4 separate regions of the Mus musculus genome follow, and all the other regions are linked to region 1. Evidence: chromatin contacts called from public promoter capture Hi-C data. All regions are on one chromosome and are shown on one strand. Each heading gives the region's core, a stretch centred on a gene start, on an enhancer-like site or on the middle of the called end of the contact. The rest is flanking DNA. Distances are from core to core; before and after follow the strand shown. Region 1 holds the start of Utp25 (UTP25 small subunit processome component). Region 2 holds the start of Rps6kc1 (ribosomal protein S6 kinase polypeptide 1). Region 3 holds the start of Angel2 (angel homolog 2). Region 4 holds the start of Nsl1 (NSL1, MIS12 kinetochore complex component).

Region 1 (5,580 bases), core at 2,217-4,716:
TCCAGCAATTAAAAGCAAACTATTAAGAACAATAGCACAAAGGTAAAATAGACACAAGCCAGACATTGCACTACACACCTGCAATCCCAGCACTGAGAGGTGGGAGGTAGAAGGCGGATGGAGCAGGAGGATGGTCATGACTGTGGGCCACACAGTGAACTCAAGGCTGGGTTTACAGAGTAAGAGCCTGTCTCAAAAAGGCTGTGTGTTTAACCATGTTTCCAGATTTCTATAATGGGCACAGCCAGTCTACAGCGACCAGAGTCAGTTCAGTGCCAGCAAAAGGATAGGCATCTCTGTAGGTCATGGAAGGTACATGTTTGTCAAAGCTCAAACTGCATATAGAAATTAGGTACACTTCGTTATTAGTTAGTTTTTCCTACCCGGATCTGGTTCTTGCCTTCCACCTTTACGTGGGTTCCGGAACTCTAACTCAAGCTGTCACCTTTTACAGCAGGAGGTTTTACCCAGTGAACCACCTGGTCAGCCCAGGCTGCCTTCTGTTTGCATATAAACATATTCTAATGAGGCTGATTTAAAAAAAAAAAAAAAAAAGCCAGGCATGGGGGTGTGTAGAAAGATTCTCTTATGTACAGTATGGAAGCATCACTTGTCAGTAAAAAAATGATGGCCTAGTAAAAAAGGCGGGAAGTAAGAGTTCTGTAGAGAGAGAAGAACTCTGGGAGCTACTCAGGTGAGGGTGATTCCACCAGCGGACTCTGAGGAGTAACTAACCAGCCACGTGGCTCGCATGTTATAGACTAGAGGGGCATATAGTTATGAGCTTGTCGGAGAACAAGCCCAAGCTTATGGTCTAGGCACTTGTTCATAACTAAGTCTCAGAGTCGTCATTTGAGATCTGGGGACAGGCGGAAAGCCTTCCTTCACAGGTATACACCTGTATTCCAGGGCAGAAGTCGGATCGTAAGCGGAAGGCCAGCCTGGTCTACACAGTAAGACCGTAACTCAAAAGACGAGCTCAGTCTGACATACACAAGACCCTGGATGTGATTCCCAGGCACAGAAGATCACTTAGCGGTGCATCTGAGCCCTAAGACAGAGTCTCTCTGGGCTCTCAGTCCCAGTACCTCTCAGAGTCACCTTAAGGACCCAGTGAGAGCAGCCTCATCTCCTCTCCAGCTGCTTCATATAAACAAATCTACAACATGAAAGTTTGTATTTTTATGTCTACCTCCCATCAAACCTGGTCTCTTACTGAAGCGGAACAACCTCTTCAGTGAACTGAGCTGTCACAGTGACCACATAATGTCCCCCTGATACGCCAAGCGGTCTTACGGGAGGTTACAAGTCCCCCAAAGAGTAAGCCAACAGCATTTTCCTGATGAGAGGGTCCTGTGTTCCCATCAGAGTCTCAAAAGCTAACCCAACCCAACAAGGCTGAATCTCTGCCTTGGAACCACATGCTCTCACTCAGCCCACACAACACAGAATGAAGAGGACAGGCCGGCCCCAGGCACTTACGTTCCTGTGTCTCAGCAGCCTCCTCAGCAGCCTCCGAGACAGCAGCTTCTCCCACACTGCCATCCTCACTGCCAGCTTCCTCATTCATTTCTGCATCACCTACAGCACTGTCATCTTCCTCTTCCTCTTCCTCCTCCTCCTCCTCCTCCTCCTCCTCCTCCTCCTCTTCCTCTTCCTCAGAAACATTCTTTAATGTAGCAAGCAGTCTGTGGTACCCTGAAACGTGCTCTTGTTCACTCTCTGATTCACTTTCAGAATGTGAAGAATCTGAACTCTCTGGCTAAAGAAAAATGAGAAATTAATATATATATATATTGTTGTCAAAATAAAAATAAGAAAGAAAATGTGAGAAATACATATTAGTGGAATTTCCTCAACCACAAAGAAGGAAATTATATCACATGCAAGGGGATGGATAGAATGGGTGATAAGGAAGTAAAAATAAGTCAGACTAAAGACAAGTAATATTTTCTCTTGCACAAGGAAACTAGATTTAAAAGAAATTAGAAGTCATGAAATCAAAAGGACAAGAATTTGGGAAGAGGAAAGGGATGAGCAGAGATGGAAGACAAACAGTCAAAGGAAGGAAATGAATACGATCAGATAATTTTGACTGGAAAAGTCCTTAGGAAACCCGCTACTTTGTATAATGAATATACATTAACTCACAGACAAAACAAAAATCCCTATGAGCTTTTCAGCAAATATTACAGTCTCATCTCTTGAACCAAGCCGGGCATGAAACTTAAATAAAACAGTTAACCAAGCTATGGTTCTAATTGACATCAGCTGCACGTGGAAAGAAAACTGACTTTTCAAACAAAATTTCAGGTTATGAGTTTTAACTTACATCTCAGACATCAGGTTTCATGTTGCATGATGTAAGAGGAGAATTACAAGCAAGTGTCACTGTCTGAGTCTCCGGGCCCCTTGTCCATTTTATACTGTGTGAAGCCTTTCATGCACAAGGAGCCAGCACTCTGATGAACCCCTTCCACAGAACTTAAGACAGTGTCATGGGGTAGTTTCCAACCATAGCCTCTCTCATCACATGGTAATTTCTACAGCTGTCTCCATCACTTACAACCAATTGGGTAGCATTACTAAAATCACAGCTCACACCCAAAACAGAGAAACACGGGGATGCAAACCAAACTTTACGTTTACACCCAATCTTAAAGGTAACAACCCAATTCCAACTACTATAAAGAAAAAAAGCATTACCAGCTGACAAATCTGCGGCTTGGCTTCCTTCTTGGAAACCCTAAAATAGAAATAGATAACATTAAACTTTAGCTGCTAGTTCGTAACAATCACGAAAAGGCATAATGATTCTGCTTTAAATGAATACCAAAAAAAAAAAAAATGTCCAATACAGGATAATATCCAGTCAGTGTAAAAAATGAAATTCTGCATGCACAAGGGCAGAGATGATCAGCAGACAAAAGGGTAACAGACAAGAGAGCTCAATGACATCTCTTAAGAAAGGATAAGTCAGAAACTGGCTTTTAACGGCACACCGGGGTTCACCTCTCAGGGCCAACTTTATCTCCCGACCTCCCGTCCTGTTTTTGGAGACCCTTACGCGGCCCTGGCTGGGCTAAGCTGCGATTTCGCGCCTGAGCCCGCGCGTGCTCGGATGACAGGCAGCACGGCCCGCGGTCTCAGCAGGTCCCGGTGCAGAGCGCACCTCCGCAGCGGGGTTCCCGTCCTGCACCGACCGGACCCGGCTCAACTCGGCCGGAACCAGCCCTCCCGGCGGCCCGCGCACCCCGACCTGTCGTAGAAGGGGTGCTCCTCGCCGAAGTCGCGGAGGTGCTTCTTCTGCTTCTTGGTCATGGTGCTGAGCATCTGGCTGCGGCCCCGGTTCCGGCGTTTGCCCATAGCGGAAACGTCAAGCTCGCCACAAACAAACAAACAAAACACAAGGTTCCCAGTGGCAAGTTGTCGCTGTCGCACGTGGGCACGCTGGCTTTACGGCGGAGGCGGGAGCCGTAAAGCAAAGCTGCTTTACGCCCAGAGAGTACGACAGGCGTTACACCCTCTGGTCGCTATACTGCCCCCTGCCGGAGCGCCTCTAGCACATAGGCGTGTCTACGCATGCGTGATCGGAACACCAGCTCCTAGGGCTGCAGGGACTGGCTGTCTTTCCGGGATGGAGTGGCTTGCTTTGTGCTTATCTTTTACCTTTTTTTTTTTTTTTTTTTTCTCCAAAATTGAGGAGGACGAGGTTGGTGGTCCTTTGTCCCTCTCCCAGGAGCTAAGAACTGAACCCAGGACCTTGCACTGGTTTTCAAGCACTAAGCGAAATCCACAACCGCGTGGTTCGCTTTGATATGTCAATGTATGCTAGCAGAAATGGTTGAATGCTACTCAGAAGAATAAGGACCATCGCTTAAGGGTGCCCGCACACCCCACTTAACGGCACACTGTCCAGACGGATCTAGCGAGTCAGTCTGTTGAGAAAGATGCAGACACCGATGCTTAGCAAGAAAGATCATTCATTAGTCTCTGGGAGTATGTGAGGTGATCCTCTCCTGACATTGCTTCTTTAACAAAAGCAGAAACACACAAGATAAAGTAGGATCTTGTATGTGTTATCACCCAAACGAGTGAAACTGTACATTTAAAGTTGATGTGTATTAGCCTGAGTGTGAGTAATAGCCTAAACGGGCCAGGGGCGTTGCTCGCTCATATGTAGGGTGCTTAGCCAAGGTACTTTTCAAATCCTGGGGTTTGATCTTTAACACTGAGCAAAACAAACCCACACAGCAAATAAACTAGTGGTGACTCACACCTGTGATCTCAGTCCCCGGGAGGCCGAGGCAAGAGAATGAAGTGTTAGAGACCTTTACTTAAAAAATAAAATTGAGCCGGGCATGGTGGCACACGCCTTAAATCCCAGCTCTTGGGAAGCAGAGGCTGGCAGATCTCTGTGAATTTGATGTTACCCAGGGAAAATAAAACAAGACCCAACTTCTCTAAATAAACAAAGGAACGAACAAAAATAGCTGAGGCCTGTATTTCAAGGACACACAGCAATAGGTGAGGCTGTTTGACACCACACAAAGACATACTTCCCTTCAAAACTAACCGAGGTTCAATGTAAACAAAGTACTAGCTCCAGCTTAGACTCAAAGCACAACTGGAGACATCGAAACATCTTTCTGTGGAAGAGTAGGGGTTTACTCAGGTCCACCTGTCCGCCCTCTGTTCCAGGGTCATCTACTACTAATAATTAGGGTGGGAGTGGGAAAGCCAGTGGTGGTGGGGGACAACCCCCCCCCCCCAGCAAAAAAGTATCAAAAGCCATGCAAACAGAAAGGGTGGTAGCCAGCACCTGGCCTGGCCTAGGAACTCATTAATAGACATCTGTCTTCTGTCTAGTTGAAAGGTATAGTCACTTAGATAAACAAAAGGCTGTTTGCAAAGTGTCCTCACAGGTTTTATGGCTCTGGTGACCGTGTAACCTGGCTCTAACCAATAAAAGCCATACTTTTTTCTCCTTTTACTGCACCCCAAGGGCCCTACCCCACACCCCCAGACATGCAGTTTCGTGTTCTTCCAGAGATCTCATCAGAAGCTGAAGGTTCCAGCACTTGAGGTGACTCTTGCTCTCACGTGGTTTCCAGCATGCAAATCTAGACTATTCCCAGTTTTAGGCAAAAATTCACCCTATCTCCATCCAAGTAGTCTCAGCATTGGCTTGCTGACTATTGGAAAAGAAGTCCCTTTCTTTCAAAGTATTGATAGTCACCTTCAATAAGGTTGACGGAGGGCCTATGTGACTATAACCTGACGGTTAAGAATTTAGCCATTGTCTCTATACCTCTGTGGAAGCTCTCTATGAGCACACATGTGCACATACATGTATACACATGACCTCCCCCCCCCACACACATACCTGGGAAGTTTTAATAAAGACAGGTTTTTCCCCTCCTTTTTTCTCTCTTTCTACTCTTAGAACTCATTTCTCTCCCCTAGGATATCCTTTTATGTATTCAAACTCAAAGTCTTTTCAGAGTTAACAGTAGTTCAGGAAGTGAGTTCTATGTTACTGTACAAAGAAATGCTAGTGGGTTTTAAGTTACTGTTCCT
Region 2 (5,580 bases), core at 1,637-4,136, 2.2 Mb before region 1:
ACACATGCACAAGCATAAAATTAAATACAGAATGTTTTAAAAAAGAAAAAACCCTCAGGCTGCGCACAGCTCAGCGGCACAGGCTCTCACTTCTATGAGACCCCAGGTTTGACCCCTAGCTTCCACAACAACCAAAACAAAACAAAACAAAAAGACCTGCTCACATTGTAAAGCCCACACTGTGTTTCGTGAACAATGATGAGGACAGACACTTATGAAGAGAAGGAAGTCAATGACCGGCCACGGGCAGCGTGCACAGCCGAGCATGTGGGTCAGTCTCAGCAACGTGCTGCGTCTCCTCCCAGGTTATACGCTAACATTTTAAATCTGCATCCGAGCAACACTCCTTTTTGAAAAGTAAGAATACAATTATTGTGCTCAGGGCTTTCATACCCAAGGCCTTTATGGGCTCCATCCCTTAAAGGTTCCCACCTCTAACCCCTCTCCTTTTCCAACTGTTCGCATCTTGCACCACCTGAGCAGTAGCAATCTCTCTTCTGACCCCCCCCCCCCCACAGCTCTTCACTGTGGTGCCTGCGGAACTATACTGTAATACCATATTCCTAGACTACTGTACCTATTTAAGCACAATAAACTCCATTCTACTGTAAGTACAAAGACGAAGCCCAGAACTCTCCCTTGCATACCTTATAGTGCCAAGTGTCTGGAACTGCACCCCCACATCACACAGTGACTAGAACAAGGAGGAGAACATACTGCAGAAATGGATCAGTGTCCAAGAGCACTGGCTGCTCTTGCAGAGGACCCAGGCTCAGGTCACAGCACCCACATGGTCGCTCACTATGGTCTGTACCTTCAGTTCCAGAGGATTCAACTACCTCTTCTGGCCTCTGCCTGCACCAAGCACACATGTAGTACACATACCTACACGCAGGTAAAACACTCATACATATAAAGTAAAAATAAATAAATCTTGGGAAAGAAAAAAGAAAACCTCTATCAATGTGGGGGATCTGCACCAGCCACTGCCTTAGCTGAAATGAAGAAACCAAGGCCATTGCTAGAGAGAACCTGCTCTCTGTCTAGCAGGCACAGACTGATGCAACGCCGTCTCAGTTTGCGGGTGTGACAGGCGCCTTGTCTGTTAAATAGTTCTGGTTCGAGAAGTTGTGTATCAGGAAACCAAAGATCGCAAATGACCAAAGAGGTCTCAAGATTGCCTAGCAAGAATCTCCTCACTTCCTTACATTTCTTTGAAAAAACTGCTACTCACACCCCACGTACACAACACTGACCTAGGCAAACTTCTCCCTACTCTTAAGAACTTGGTCTTCTTGCTGTCTTGAGAAACTTGCTCAACCCAGCGACACACTCCCATCTGTCTGACTCTGCATCATCTCCAAATGCTGCCAGCCCCTTGCATGCCCCAAGCTCAGTTTACCCCAATCTCTTCTCTCAGCTTCCTCAGGGCAGATTCCTGAGTGCTTTTTGAATATTCACTGCACTATTAACATTATTATTGCCCCTCCGTCAATACCCCTCTTCTTCAAGACTTAACACTAGCAACTGAGTTTCCTCATCGTGGGTTAAGCAGAACTGGTCCCGAAGCTCAAAGCTGCTACTGCTCTGCAACAGAAACTTTAGCAAACTTTTAAACTTCCTTGAATCTGCTTCCTCATCATGAAGTTGTACAAAATGCCCAGCATACACACAGCAGTGCACATAAGCACTTATTTCATGTTATTGTTCTCATTTCCCAGGAAAACGAGTTCTCAAAACTTAAGCTGAGGCAACAAAATTTAAGAAAAACAGTACTAAATTTGGAACAGTGAATTTATGTAAAAAAAAATTACCATTTATTTATTTGGGGGGACGACACCTTCAGTGGTCAGAGGACAATTTGCAGGAGTCAGTTCTCTCCTTCCACCATGTAGGTCCCAGGGAATGAAAACAGTTCTTCGGGCTTGACAGCAAGCATCTTTACCTGCTGAGCCATTGTGCCACACCAACCACCCTCAAGTCTCACTTAAGTACACATGTGTCTCCTGAAAAGACTCATCAAAACTCAGAAGCAAAGGCTAAAGATCCAAGACGAGCGTCTTAACAGCGAAATCTTCCCAAGATTCTACCTGCCTCACGGCAAGCCAGCCACTGAATGAGAAGAGGAAACGTCCCTTCCGTTACATAAGCCCCACAACACACCCACTAACATTTTTAAGTGTGTGTTTTCCCTCTGGAATGCACCAGCCCAATTCTGCAAATTTCATTTCAAGAGAAAGTCCACATAGGACAGAGGACTAGGTCATCCATTTAAAGACATCCACCAGTGTTCCACCCCAGAATGGCTGGTGGAGCCCAGCATCCCTTATGGAGCCTGCACTCCAGTCTACCAGGAGTCCATTCTCATGCTTAGAGTTCCCATCATCTCCATCCTGGGGTCCCTCTCTCCTGACTGAGGTCTCCAATATCTCCATCCTGGAGTCCTGTCTCCTGGCAAGGGTCCCCAGCATCTCCATTCTGAGATCCCATCTCCTGCCTGGGGTCCTCAACATCTCGAACCTAGAGTCCCATCTCTGCCTGGAGTTCCTGTGTACTGTCTAGGGTCTCCTGTCCGAGTCTCCATCCCTCCCTACCAACCTACCTACCACTCGCCGCACCCAGCCGCAGCCCGGAGCCCGTGCCCCGCCCAGTGTCCCTATCCAGAAACTCACCCGTGCGGTAACCTTATAGACAGTGTAGCCCCTGGGGTGTCGCTGGGGCTCGGTGACAGTGTAGAAGCGGGCCAGGTCCGCACTGTGACCCCAAGGAGAGGTCATCCTCCCTCCGCCCGTGCTTCCGCCAGCTGGGGACCATCGGGCAGCCCCAGCTGTGCCGGACTCCACGCAGCACTAAGCACGAGCACCGCGAAGAGGGGGCGGTGGCTCCTGGGGGGCTGTCGCTTGGATCTGCTTCCGGATCACCACACAGACTTCCGGGTCATCCCGGTCGACGTTCGGGATAAGAAGGTGCGGCTCTGGATCCTCTCCGAGCTGTATCGTCCGCTGTGGTTACTAGCGCCTAGCTCAGTCGCCATGGATACCGGAGGCGTCCCTACTAAGTCTCCTGGTGCACTAGCTTCGATGTCTACTAGAATTTGCGAGCTGGGGAGAGGGTTGGGCCTCCCGCCCTGTGCTCCTGTAGAGTCCTGGGTGATGGACGCAGCGGTACCCGAGCCAAGCATCTCCTTTCCTTCCCTACTTACTCTGTGCGGTGCCCACAGCAACATCGCAGCGCTCTGACAGACACGTCCCCATTTTCCCGTAGATGAACCCTCTTTGACATACCTACAGCTGCACGACAAGCCCTCACCCTACGTAGAATAGAAGTGCATCCCTCCCACTCTCTCAGGGAGATTGCTTGAGACCAACATGGGTCAAGTAGTGAGTTCAGAGTTAAGCTGGGCTACATGGGGAGAACCTGTCTCAAAACACAAAATTTGCTCAGTCACAGGATCCAGGGCAGTCTGCTATACATAACAAGACTCTCAACAACAACAACAACAAAGAAGTTTGTTGTTTTTTCAACAGTCCCTAGACTCTTAAATGTGCATCTGTTGTGGGGGTTGTAGAAGGAGACTCTCAAAGTCACTACAAAGAGTCTCCAGTTTCTATTGATTGGCATCCCCTACCTGGCAATTTTTTTTTAACTTTCTCTTGATCAGAGCTCTCATTCCCAAAAGATTCATTGCAAGGTTCTGTCGTTGTTAATTCTGTGTCTCTTGCTTCCTCTCCTCCCTGCCTTCTAACCCCTAGAACACACAATTAAGGAAGGAAGGAAGGGAAGAAACAAAGAGGGAGAAACAGAGATGGTAAGAAGAATTAGAGATGTGGTTGAGTAGTTAGTTAGGATCTCTGATTGCTCTTCCGGAGGAATGGGTGAGGTTCAAATCCCAGCATGCCAGTGGCAGCTCTTAGCTGCCTGTAACTCCAGTTCTGAGGGATCTGATGCCCTCTTCTGGCCTCCTCCAGCACACAAGTAGTACACATACCTAAGAGCAGAAAAACACCCATAGACATAAAAATAAAAATCCTTTTACAAAGGAAAAGAGTGACTTTAGCACCCTTTGTCTGCTCACATCTCCATCCCAGCCTGACACCCTTGCTCATTTGAAAACTACTTGCTCCACTCATGTGCTGATTTCCACTCTCTTTGGCAGAAAGAAAAACGTTGTTCTAATAATGTCTCCACCCTGTATGTTTGATCTTCGACTATTAACCTCTTCTGAGCCTTTAGGCTTTTCTTATTATTTCTCTTATGTGTATGGGTCTTTTGCCTGCCTGCATGTATGTTGACCACATGTATACCTGGTACCCACAAAAAAAAAAAATCACCACAGATCCCCAGGATGGTTCATGTGGGTCCTGGGATCCAAATCCAGGTAGGTCCCCTGCAAGAGCACCAGGTGTTCTTAACTGCTGTTATCTCTCTAGCTCAAGCCTATACAGTCAAAAAACTAGCTATCACTTATTCATTAACCCTGAATTCACTACCTGCTATGTGTCAGACTTTATACTAATGAGGCATTGGAGTTATAAAGACTGTTCCTCTCTTTCTTTACATACCATCACTAGTATGCAACGAAGTATATAAATATGACCAGTACATACCATGGCATGCTATAGAAAACCGATAATCCAGAATGGCCTCTGATCAAAGGAAACTGCCTGATACAGGAAAGACAGATGGCAGATAGCCAGGAAGAAGGACCAATGGTATTCTGTTGCATTTCACCCTTCCTCACTGTCCACTGAGTGGGTATGACCTCATCCATTCAGTCTTTCTCCTGGGCAGTCAGTCTAGCGTCAGTAGTGTGCTGATCCTTTGAAAAGGCTCCGAATAAACTTTCTAATGACCCCATCATCCCATCAGCTTTAGACATTTCTGGCCTAGAGGTTTTCTTTCTTTTCTCTTTTTTTCTTTTCTTTTTCCTTTTTTTTTATATTGAGATGACTCCTTTTTAGTCTCTTTTTGGTGGCATTTCCTTCTAAGAACCTGTAATGTTTTGTTTCTTGGGATTTTGCCTCTGGTCTTTTGTCAGTTCTGGTGAACTCACCAATCACATCTCCATTCAAATCTCTCTGCAAGAACACAGGCATCCAATTGACACTGAAACCACAACAGATCAGCGTCGGAACTTTTCCTTCACACACTGCTCCCGTTTTCCCGGCTGCCTTTACTGTCTGTGCCATTATATTATCCAGCTTTTGGGACTCATCCTTAGAAACTTTCTTCACCACTATCTCCACGTTTGTTTGATTAACCAAACGCTGCTAGTCAAGTAGAAGAAAGGAAAAAGATATGGCAGACTGGAGAGATGGCTCAGCAGTTAAGAGCACTCAGTGCTCTTATGGAGGTCCTGGGTTTGGTTACCAGTACCCACATGATGACTCACAACCATCTGTATGCAACTCCAGCTGGGGGAATCTGAGATCATCTTCTGACCTCCTTGGGCACTGAGACATCTATGCAGGCAAAACACCTACACACGTATAAACCTTTTTTTTTTTAAGGGAAAACTATACATTGAACACAGCACTGAGGAGACGTTAGAAGAATGCTGCCATTTCTTGTGTTTCACCG
Region 3 (5,580 bases), core at 1,417-3,916, 2.2 Mb before region 1:
TGAACTCAAGACCTCAGGGCAGCCAGTGCTCTTAACTGCTAAACCATGTCTCCAGCTCCATATCTCTGGCTTTTGAAAATAACTTTTAAGGTTTTATTTTACCTGGATGTGGTGGCACAATTCTTCATCCCTGTAGAGGCAGCAGATCTCTTGTGAGTTGGAGTGGAGCCTGCTCTACATAGTAAGCTTCAGGCCGGGCAGGGTTGCATATGGACAGATTTTTTTCAAAACCAGTCCAAGCAACGAACAATGATTTCCTTTTGTTTCATGTGCATGAGTATTTTACCTGCATTTGTGTATTTGTACCGCGAGTGTGTCTGATGCCTTAGGAAGTCAGAAGAATTAGGATCCATGAAACGGGAACACTGTGGAGATGTTCTGAGTGGGGACTTAGTAATCAGAGCAAAACCAAAAGCCAGTTGTAGACAAGGTTGTCCTGGACTCCAAAGGTTTTAGACACTTATGCACAGGTGCGTCATGGTGGTACACACTTACAGTTTCTGCATTTGGGAAGGCAGGCAGGAGATCCTGAAGTTCAAGGTTACCCTCAGCTACATGGCCTTTTAAAGGTTAGCCTGGAGCACTTGACAGCTCTTAACAGCTGAGCAATCTCTCCAGACTCTCAGACAACCCTTCTTTAAGACAGGTTCTTGGTGTGGCCCAGGATGGTCTCAAACTCTACAGGCTCCTGCCTCAGCTGTCTGAATGTTGAGATGTCAGCATATGTGAACAGACTTGCTTAACTTATTGAGTGACTAAAGCAGGATCTATTTAAGGGGACAGAACAATGTGAGCTGAGAACTTTCAACTGGAACATGAATGCAAAAATGGTGTTTTGTTTTGTTACAGAGACAAGAGTTCTCCAACCCTTAGGATAATCACCATGCTGCTATAAGGTAACTACTCTCTCTAAAGTTCTAGAGCAGACAGCTCCCAAAGTGTCTTTCGTCATCAAGAAACCTTCAAACTCATTGAAAGAATGCATCTTGACAGTTGGTGGTGCACGCCTTTAATCCCAACACTCTGGAGGTAGAGGCAGGTGGATCTCTGAGTTCCAGGTCAGCCTGGTCTACAGAGTGAGTTCCAGGACAGCCAGGGCTACACAGAGAAACCCTGTCTCAAACAAAGGAAAGGGAGGGAGGGAGGGAGGGAGGGAGGAAGGAAGGAAGGAAAGAAGGAAGGAAGGAAGGAAGGAAGGAAGGACCTTAATGCCATTTGCTTATTTCAAAACACTACATTTTTCTTTGCACAACAAGCAGAGGAGCTAAGGTGTGCTTGGAGGAGAAAGTCTGGTGATTGACAGGTCTTCCTTAAGTCTGCTCCAGTTAATAACCCTATCAATGATCTTTGTTTGCCGTATGTTGTGTAGTCAGTAGAGTACTAGGTTGAATAGATTTGAACAGGAGTCATGGACACTGTTCACAAGTCACTTACAATGTGATTATGGAACAAGGCATATAGGACACTACTGGCCACATGTAACTAACAACAACATTGTGATCACCCTTAGAAAATAGGACAGTATAAACCTCAAGCAGTCAGCCCCCATTTGTGGACACTGCGTTTGTAAACTGCCTACTCCCTAAAACCTACCTAAAATGTCCAAATCAATCCTCACAGTGTTTTGGTTTTTCTCCAACAAGGAGAAAGGCAAATTTTAGTTGCCTAGTGTGCTTGTCCCTGAGGTTAAACAAGGCACTCTGCCCTCTTGAGTTTTCAGACCGTAAAAAACTAACCTTTCTACCGACTACTTAGTGTCCCTTTCCCACAGTTTTACTGATTTTTCTATTAAAAGTGCCCCCCAAGTATACTGCTGCAAGATTCTGAGGTGACAAAAGTTAATGATGTAATATAGAGAAAATATGTGTACTAAATTATCTTCAATTAGGTATGTATCAGAAGACTGTTGGACAGAGTTTAACGTTAATGAAGTGACAATATAAATTAAATAAGGAACATGCATAAAACAAGACTTCATATTGGTTGATGAAAATGTGGTCCGAAGCCAAGTATGGCAGTACGTTGCTGGTGACCACAGTGCTCAGACAGGCATGTGAGATAAGTTTGACGAATGCCTGGACTGCACAAGACTTTTGTCTAAGGACACTCACGAGTGTGCGTGTGCAATCAGAGACTAGCTTTCCTCAGAGTTTGCTAATTCAGCATTCCTGACATGTTTACACAATATAACAACTGCAGATAAAGAGAAGGATATACACGAAGGATAAAGTATCTCTCAAAATTAACACAAGGAAAAGAACAAAACTTCCCAAGAAATTACTACCCACAGCTACACAGCTCTACCAAAGAAACTAAGCAAGCAGCGACCCTGGTTTCCAGTGCCCTCTGCCTCGCTATTCTCGCTGTCCCTTCTCCATTTATGTTTTCCAAGAAAGCTACGCTCGATCTGACAGACTCGGATCATCAACGCACTAATTAATGTACAAGTGGGTTCTCTGAGATTTGCACAAAATCAATTATAAAGTTCTACGGGAACCCACAGAATAGTATTTCCTCAACGTGGAAATCTACCTTTTGGATCTACGCAACCACGTAAATACACTTTAGGTCTCACGCAGCTCCTGCTCCTTCCTATGTCTTAAGAAAGCCGTCAAGCGCTAGCCTTCCGCCCTACCAGGAAATGGCTGTCCGCGCACGCTCTGCGCATGCCCGGAGTCGCACTGCTTAAAGGAACTGCCCCAGAAGGCAAGATGGTGACCGGGCCTGCGGCGAGACGCTCCTCCCAGCATGCCTAGCGGCCGGCCGGGAGCCGAGTGATGGGGATCCGGTAGGACCCGGCGAGCGGCCGAAGCTGAGGTGCAGCCGCGGGCCCGGGCGTTGGGCGCTCACAGAGAGCCAAGATGGAGACGTGGCGCTGTGTGAGGAGGGGCTACGGCCGCTGTGTGGCGGGGCGAGGCCGGTCAGTGGCGAGCGGCCGGCGGGATGGACAGAGGGAGGGACCTGGAGGGGCGGGCGGGGAGGGGAGGGGCGGGGCGGCGGGGCGCGGGAGGAAGGCGGAGGAAGAGGGTCCGCGGCGGGGACGCGCCAGGCGGCGCCCGGGGAGAGGTAACGCGCGGGCGGGCAGCAGCGGTGGCCGCGGCCTCCGGGATCCTGCGGGCCTCGCGCGGCCTCCACGCTCGCCGCCGCCGCCCGCGCGCAGGGCCCCGCCCGGAGGGAGGCTGCGCGCCCCGGGGTGGCTGGGCAGCGTCGGTCACGCGGAGGCCAACTTTCACCGCCACTCAAGTTCTTGCTCCGTCCTGGGTATTTTTCTTTCAATCCACTCTTTGAGAGCCTGGCGTGATGGCTCACGCCTGCACTTTCCACACCCCGGAGGCCGAGGCGGGAGGATAACCATGAATTTGAGGCTGGCCTGGATTAGGCAGCGAGCGTGACACTCCGCCTCCAAAAGTAAAAAAATAACTCACTTGAAATTTTAAAGCGCCACAGTACATGCAGCCTCTAATAATGTCACCCCAAGTAGTATCCACCGAATCTTAAATTGGATGTACGGATTATGTTTTTCTCCTATAAACTTTGAGGACTTAGTTATTAAGATTCCAGTGGTTTGTATAACCTTTGAAACTATATCGTACCACGCGTGGGAAATAGCACACTGTCGTTACATAAGCCGTTGGGATCTGCCCACTCCATTCCTGGTTCCTGTGCTATGGCATTTTCTGAGTACCAGCTGTGTGCTTGGCCCTTGGGTGGAGACTGGGCTTTCAGAGAATACTGAGGTTCGAACCCTCAAAAGCTCACTATCTTACAAGAAAAAGATGTGGTATAAATAACTGCCAATCCAAAGAATAAGCGTCACTGTGCAGGTTGCAGTATAGAAACATTTCAAGACAGAAAGTAAACCGTTATAGCACTGGGGAGGTGGAGGCAGGAGAATTAGAGACACCACCAGCCTGTGCTGATGGTCTTGGACTTGGTTTTTGTCTTGGTTTTTTGTTTGTTTGTTTTTTAGAGAAGGAGGGTTTTTCTTTGTATCTCTGGCTGTCCTGGGATTCATTGTGTAGACCAGGCTGGCCTTCAACTCAGATCTGCCTACCTCTGCCTCCTGAGTGCTGGGATCAAACTCATGGGCCACCTCAAAATTTTTAAATTTAAAAACAAAACAAGACAAGATCCAAGTGCTGAAATCCCTTTGAATGACTTTCGGGGTCAATTGCAAGATATAGTGCCCATGTTGTGACCTTAAAGATTTACAGTAGGGTTGATTTAGAGAATAGTTTGAGAGTACTTAAGTTTAAAGTACACAATATAGGTTATCTTTTCTAATGAAAAATAGCATAATAAAGAAATTCAGCATAACAAAATCTTAATACAACTTAAGCAAACCTTAGTGATAGTAGATGTTGAGACACAAACCCCAGAAGTATAGTCCTCAGAACCCTAACACTTTGCCAGATAATGCAGTAGGAGGCAGTGCTTTGTGAGAACTTGAGAGTAGCATGTCTGTTAAATACAAGTGTGGGGACCTGGAGCCATGGCTCAGGTAGCTAAGGGCTTGCTGTACAAAGCCAAGGACCTGGGTTGGAATCCCCAGCACCCATGGAAAGGTAAGGAAGGTGTCCTCATGCCGGGGAGGCAGGGACAGGGCATCCCAGAGCTGACCTGCTAGTCTAGACAATTCTGCCGAAGACCAGCCCCTGCGTGCGGTTCTTCTTGGTTCTTCTTGAGGCAGTGGAGGGGGAAGAGCGTCGGCAGAGGGTAAGACTTGGTATATTTAAGGTTGCTGTATAATAAAAAGTTTACTTATCTAAGTCCACTGTAACCGACCTGCCTTCTGTGATCCTCTGAGGTCAGAAACTGCAGTCTCTGGCACTTAGCACCTCATCCTAAAACAGCAGGAGATAAAGTAAACAATTAATTGCTAGGGCCTTTTCCCTATGATCCAGATGCCTCTTGTTGTGGGGCTACGGGGAAAGTTTGGAGCAATGAACTTCTGTTGAACCAGAAGAGAAATAACACTCACAGAAAGAACAACTTTTATATAAACAGACATATATAATTTCACATAAGTTCATACACAGATTCATGTATGCTCATTTATACAATTTCCATTCAAACCCAGTTGGGCTCAGCTTACATGCATTCTCACAATTACATACTTACACATCCATACTTAAATATGATTTTGAAGCAAAAGACCAAGCACTGGTGCAGAAAGAACTCACTCATTCTAAATGAAAAGTGAGTACCAATCTTTATCGCATAGAGAAAGAAAAGGCGTCTACCCTTTTAATGTTAAATGAATTACATATTTGTAAGGAAAAAGCTTTGTTCCTTTTAATAAGACTAAGCCTGCCTTGTCCTTACCATGGGAACCTGTTCTGTTCCACAGTAAGGAGAAGCCTGCCTGCTCCTTCTGATTTCTGCAGCGTCTTCTTTTTACTCTTTCCCTCTGCATTCTACTCATTGCTCTCTTAGTGTTTTATGTTACCTATAGTTTCTAAGTTATTCCACTCTGCATTCTCCTTCCAAGCTTGTTCTCTCCTCCTGCTCCGAAGCCACAACAATGCTCTTACTCTCAATGCCTTTTCTCCCAGTGCTGTGCCCATACTTCTAAGTTCT
Region 4 (5,580 bases), core at 1,642-4,141, 2.1 Mb before region 1:
AATTCTTTCAAATTCTCCTGCATGTTCAGCAACTGCCACAAGGGCCATGACATTAGCCTAAACAAAACAAAACAAAACGAAATAAAACAGGAGAACAGAATACCAAACAATATGCACATTTAATATAAATTAAGGGAAATATTAAATTTTTCTATATATTTTATTATTTTTTAACCCAGTTCCAGTAGTATAATCAAAATGATTACCACTGAACTCTTATTATTTAAGGTCATATGTTTACTGCGTATTAATGTCACCTCATTAACCTATAAAGACCAAAGGTAAGCATTTCTTTAATTCATTGGACAGAAACTGCATTTTGGGAGGAACCACCATCCTTAGGCTCATGTGATCCCAAAGCCCACAAGCCAGTTAAGCTGCCACAATGGCAGTGTACACGTAATTCCAGAAATACTTCCAAGATTCTGTAATTTTTACTTTTAAATTTTATTCTCTATGTGTGTGCCTGCAGTATGTGTGTGTGTGTGCACTGTGTACACACCGCATGCAGTGAGTGGAAATCAGAGGACACCTTTCTGGAGTTGGAGTCAGTTCTGTGCTTCCACTGCAGTCCCAGGAATTGAGCTTGCAATATCAGACTTGCAAGTGCTTTTCTCCACTGAGACATCTCTACAGCCCTTGATAACTTTTTCTAACAAACCAAAATGTTTCCAAAGACTGTAATACACCCTTGATCTCCAAAATAATATGACTTTAAAACTCAAAAGACTGACTGCCCCATTCTCCAGTGCTGCTAAGCATGGTGGCTGTAGGGACACATTTTTAAATCAGACCAGCATGTCTCTATCATTTCATTAGCATGTGCCTTTGTCCTGCTACTAACCTGCAGACATTAGATTCCTCATCTATCAAATGGAGAATATATGACTATAAAAGAGTAACTTCCTCAGAAGGTGAGACTTTAAATGATCTAAAGTTCAGTGGGGGGTTAGCTCTGTGGCTGGCACAGAGTGAGAGCTTAAATATACTGCTGACCACGGAAACAGCAGAGTCTGCCTACTTGGTCCCTAAAAACAGTATGTTGAATGAAACAGGAAGGGCACAAAAGGGGGGGGGATATGGATTCTAGCTTACCTTCCTGGCTTTCTCCAACACATCATCCAGATCCTACAACAAACAGAAGCAACCACGTTTGTTTTACACGAGTAATTAACTGCTCTTGGTCCATATACAGGCAGCAGAGGCACCATTAAGGACAACATTGTTAGCAAGGAACAGAGTGGCAGAAAATGAAGTCACCCTCCTCCTTACTCTCACAGTCCATGATGCACACTATATCAAAACAGAGATCTCTGTTGCCAAACACACAGAGCTTTCCTGTCCTCTCTCACTCTGTCCCTCAGAGGCTTCTGGACATTTCCCTCATGATTTGCTTTCACAGCCTAGTGGTAGGTAACTCTTCAGTCTCCTTGACTGATTCTCTGTCCTTTTTGTGACTTCAAGCTCTTCTGTTCTCTTTCCACTTGCCTTAAGGGATTCTGCCTTTTTCCTTTGTTTGTTTAACATCCTCGACCACACTATGTAAGATCTCTATCACTAAGCTATATCCTCCCCTTCTCGTGGTTTTTGATACCATGCTGAATCTCCAACTTACAGAGTTTTTACTCTCTCCAAGACCCACGACTCACATTTGAAATGATTATGTATTCTAATCTTTCCACTTGGATGAGATCAGACTTAACCAATATCCCCCCACTAGGATTTCCAGCTGCCCACCTGCCCACTCTGATCCCAAACCTTTTCTCGTCTCAGCAAAGGCCATCACCATCTTCCTTACAGGAAGCACAAACTGAAATCTAAGTCATGCTCGATTTCTTCCTCCCCTTGCTGTTCTTATCCAAGGCATGCATGTACTGTTGGTGTTATTCCTAAAATTTGTTGAGTACATGGTATTCTCATGATATTCTCACTGTACTGGCTTCTACCAGCTCTTGTCTGTAAACTGAGACGTTTCCTAAATGCTCTCACTTTCTCTCCTCCACCTTTTTGCCACTCAGCAGCAAATTTGTCTTCAGAATATTCGCTCTCTATATATATTTAAAATGGGTTTGTTTTTAAACTTTTAAGGGTTAAGACTGTGCATCTAATGCAATCCAAATGTCTTACTGACCTTGACCTACCCTTCCCAGCTCCTGGAAATTTCTCCTTTATTAAGTGTTTCCAGCTGCTGGTTAACTAAAACAGATCAAATTCTATAATGTATGGGAGGTCTACAACCTGCCGGTGTTCATCACTACCATACACTCACACCCTAAGCGTCACCTCCTAAGAAAAAGGCACCTACTTCTCCTTCCTCTTCACTTTCCCCAATGTAGCCGGTAAAACCTATTTCCATCCCTACACATTCACTCCATCAAGTGTTATTATTTTTGTTTGTCCCTCTGCCGGGCCAGAACTAGAACCTCTGCTAAGGGCTTGGATGGATCAGCACACCTCAAGAGTGGTAGGAGAAAGGGGTGTTGAGACGACAAACTAAAGCTTCATAGAAATAGTTAACCGCCGTGTAAGATGAGGAATGTCAGTTCCAGGACGCTGGTTCGAAAGGGTCGCCATAGACTAGGTACGGTCTGAGGATTTGGGGGAGAAAAACTTGCGGGAAAGGAGACACGGCCCTCCCGACTCCCGCAAGCCCCAAGTCCCCCTCACATACGTTGTCAAAGTCCGAGGCGGAGAGATGGCAGTGACAGTCCACTAACCCCAAACCCATAGCTACTCCTGCAGGCTTCTCGACTGCAAGCCAGGCGGCGGAACTCTGGGGCCGCGGAACCCGAGGCGGAACCTTGCGGCGGCGGCGGATCGGGTTTCCAGTCGGACGCGTGCAGGAGCGTTCCAGGGAGGGAAGCATCCTTCCGGTCTCAGCGATTCCCGCCTTAGTTTAAACCGGGAAGATGGCGGCTGTCTCTGAAACAGTGCTCGTCTCCGCCCCGCAGGACCACGATGCCCAGGCCGCCTCAGACCCTCAGGCCACGGCAGCAGACTCTCCCCTAGAGGACTTCCGAGTGCGCTGCACCTTGAAGAGGGCGGTGATGGAAGTGATGGAGATGTGCGGTCGCTTCGTGCAGGAGCTCGGGGCCGTGCTGCCGGAGGACGTCCGCGAGCTCGCGCTGCGGGACGCACAGTGGGTACGGACCCCTCTTTCCCGGTCCTCACCCAGCGCATCCTGGCTCTGGCTCGGGGCCCATGTCAGGCCTTCGCAGATGGAACGATGCCCAAGACTGGCTTGGGAAATGCCAGGGAAGGCAACTAGATGCTAGTGCCGCCTGGGTGCTGCTTCCTGTCAGGAACATACAGGGCGAACACGTATGTAATCTTAAGAAGCAGGCGGTATTAAGTGTACCCATATTCTTGAACATGTACAGCGCTATACGTATAAACAAGGCATCACATTTTGCTTTCATAGCAAGCTTTCAAATCTTGTGTTTTACAAAACATTTCTTTTGGTAGTTAAGTGCGCAGTAAAGACAAAGTCGCTCTCCTGTGGGCCAGCGCAACTTTGCTGGTTGGTATGAGGAATTCTCCAGGAAATGATAATCCTTGAAGTCAGTCATCTGGCTAGGTTTTTGGTCATTGTTATTGTTTTTGTTTGTTTTTATAACATCGTGTGGATTCGGGGAGAAAACATTTTCTTTTTAAGTTGAAAATAGATGAAGAAGCTGTCTTGGTGTTAAATTTTACCAAGTTCTAGTTGAGCTGGTCATGACAGTGTATGCCAAGTACTCGGAAGGCAGGGGCATGCAAATCTCTGTGAGTTCGAGACTAGTCTGGTCCACGCCGTGAGTTCCAGACAAGCCAGGGCTACGTAGAACCTGTGCATCCTGTTGCTCCCCCGGCACCCATAAACCCTTAGAACACACTTATTTCTCCTATATTTTGTGTACCCCTGAATATGATGGTTTCTGGGAAAAGACACTAGAGATCGAAGGACTGCTAACTCAAGCAGATAAACAGCCTATATGTAGGGGAAAGTTTCAAGCTTGTAACAGCACATTCATGACCAATGACAAGAGTGCAGAGTAAATATAGAGGTTGTCAGCATCAAAAACTAAAACAACAGTGGTTAAGGGAAAGAATAATGAAGAAACCTTCCTTGGATTGTAGTTTTATACCCCAGTTTTGGGAATAGTAGCTCCTGTGTTATTCTCTCCTTAGAAGTAAGGCAAGGAGAGAAACGGCACTTAATGTTTTTAATAGTTATCTTGGGAGATGACTGTAACTAAGAGGGTTTATCTGATTATAGAAAAATGCTAAGATAATGAGAACATTTACATGTAGGAATAGACAAATGTGACTTCACCTCTAATAGCTTGTTGAATGAGATCTTAAAGAGAATCAGAAGTAGAGAAGGTTTGTTGATAAACATCTAGGAAAGACTGAGAAACACAGTGACATTCTTAAATGATAGATGAAACAGCAATGAGTATTTCAAAGACAATTTGTTTTCTAAATGTCCTCAAGAGTTTAATATAGTAAGAATCTTATCCTATAAAATAGGTTTTTTTTTCCCTTTAGTGCTAAGAATTGAAAGCAGAGCCTTCCTTGCTCTTGCTAGCAAAGTGTTGTCCACTGAGCTATATCACAGCCCTTTTTATAAGATACTAGTATAGAATACATACTCTAGCTCATAATTATCAGTCATTATTTATGCTTACTTCTTAATTATAGAAGTGGTACAGAAGGCGTGCCCATTGACAACAGTTTCAAACAATCTCGTATTTTAAGTCCTCCTTGACTTCCCCATCCATCCTGAACCCTTCCTGGGGACAACTTACTGTTGCATAGCCCTGCACTTCTCTAGAGGCTGCCACTCTCTGTTGTTTGTCACTTATCTGGCCGTAGTGACGGTGTTATAGATAGAGCCAGTGCAGTCTCTACCATGCGCCATGGGTATTTAGCCCCTCTCCTAAGAGTTAATTTTCCCACTGTTTCCATTCCAGTTCACCAAGAGTCCATTATTTTTTACTAACGCGTTTGAGTTCTGTGTCAGAGTCACTTTTACTGACTTGGCTGTGCTGGATTTATTGTAGACATTTGAGTCGGCTGTGCAGGAGAACGTCAGCTTTAACGGACAGGCCTGGGAGGAAGCTAAAGAGCATGGCTTAATGGGTATGTGATTTAAGTCTTTCTTCTGTGGTTAATCTCTGAGGCTTTTATTTTGAATGCTAATTTCCAAACCTGTTCTCAGTCTCTCTGTGGTGTTTGAGTAAGAATGGCCTCCCTGCCCATCTCAGTGACTTCACAGACAACAGGGAGTGGCACTATTTGAGGAGGTGTGGCCTTGTTGGAGGAAGTGTGTCTGTCACTGGAGTGGGCCTTGAGGTGTCCCATGCCGTCTCAGTCTGTCTCTCTGTCTCTGTCTAACTGTCTGTCGAACTCTGTTGCTCTTTCCCCCCTGTTCCCCTTGTGGGTCTGGATGTAGCTCTCTGCTACTCCAATGCTTTGCATGCATGCCACCAGGCTCCCCACCACGATGATAATGGACTAAGTTTTTGAAACTGTAAGCAAACCCCCAGTTAAATGCTTTCTTTTATAAGAGTTGCCTTAGTTATGGTTGTAAGCCCC

What was found. Promoter capture Hi-C pulls out the DNA fragments that hold promoters and counts their contacts. Capture Hi-C pulls out chosen DNA fragments and counts their contacts.
Region 2: a promoter capture Hi-C map of adipose tissue shows a contact between it and region 1, with 3 times the contacts expected there. The contact joins the promoter of Rps6kc1 here to the promoter of Utp25 in region 1. A contact is called at or near these places in 1 of 39 promoter capture datasets (pre-B cells), 2 of 115 datasets of contacts at active chromatin or transcription factors (large pre-B cells and thymic regulatory T cells) and 1 of 9 other capture datasets (adipose tissue).
Region 3: a promoter capture Hi-C map of pre-B cells shows a contact between it and region 1, with 10 times the contacts expected there. The contact joins the promoter of Angel2 here to the promoter of Utp25 in region 1. A contact is called at or near these places in 2 of 39 promoter capture datasets (liver and pre-B cells), 1 of 484 Hi-C or Micro-C datasets (CD4 T cells), 3 of 115 datasets of contacts at active chromatin or transcription factors (embryonic stem cells, large pre-B cells and thymic regulatory T cells) and 1 of 9 other capture datasets (adipose tissue).
Region 4: a contact with region 1 is called in a promoter capture Hi-C map of liver, with 2.2 times the contacts expected there. The contact joins the promoter of Nsl1 here to the promoter of Utp25 in region 1. A contact is called at or near these places in 1 of 39 promoter capture datasets (embryonic stem cells) and 1 of 9 other capture datasets (liver).

Annotation. Positions count from the first base shown.
Region 1 is chr1:193,126,785-193,132,364 of GRCm38.p6, forward strand. Utp25 (UTP25 small subunit processome component) reads right to left here and starts at 3,467. Exons shown (of 12, transcript NM_145415.2): 1 at 3,260-3,467; 2 at 2,707-2,746; 3 at 1,483-1,762. The coding sequence starts at 3,366.
Region 2 is chr1:190,908,884-190,914,463 of GRCm38.p6, forward strand. It overlaps Rps6kc1 (ribosomal protein S6 kinase polypeptide 1), which reads right to left and starts at 2,887. Exons shown (of 15, transcript NM_178775.4): 1 at 2,673-2,887. The coding sequence starts at 2,777.
Region 3 is chr1:190,925,839-190,931,418 of GRCm38.p6, forward strand. Angel2 (angel homolog 2) reads left to right here and starts at 2,667. Exons shown (of 9, transcript NM_021421.4): 1 at 2,667-2,920. The coding sequence starts at 2,862.
Region 4 is chr1:191,060,130-191,065,709 of GRCm38.p6, forward strand. It overlaps Nsl1 (NSL1, MIS12 kinetochore complex component), which reads left to right and starts at 2,892. Exons shown (of 6, transcript NM_198654.3): 1 at 2,892-3,143; 2 at 5,046-5,124. The coding sequence starts at 2,910. It overlaps Tatdn3 (TatD DNase domain containing 3), which reads right to left and starts at 2,781. Exons shown (of 10, transcript NM_001357166.1): 1 at 2,672-2,781; 2 at 1,096-1,128; 3 at 1-57. The coding sequence starts at 2,728.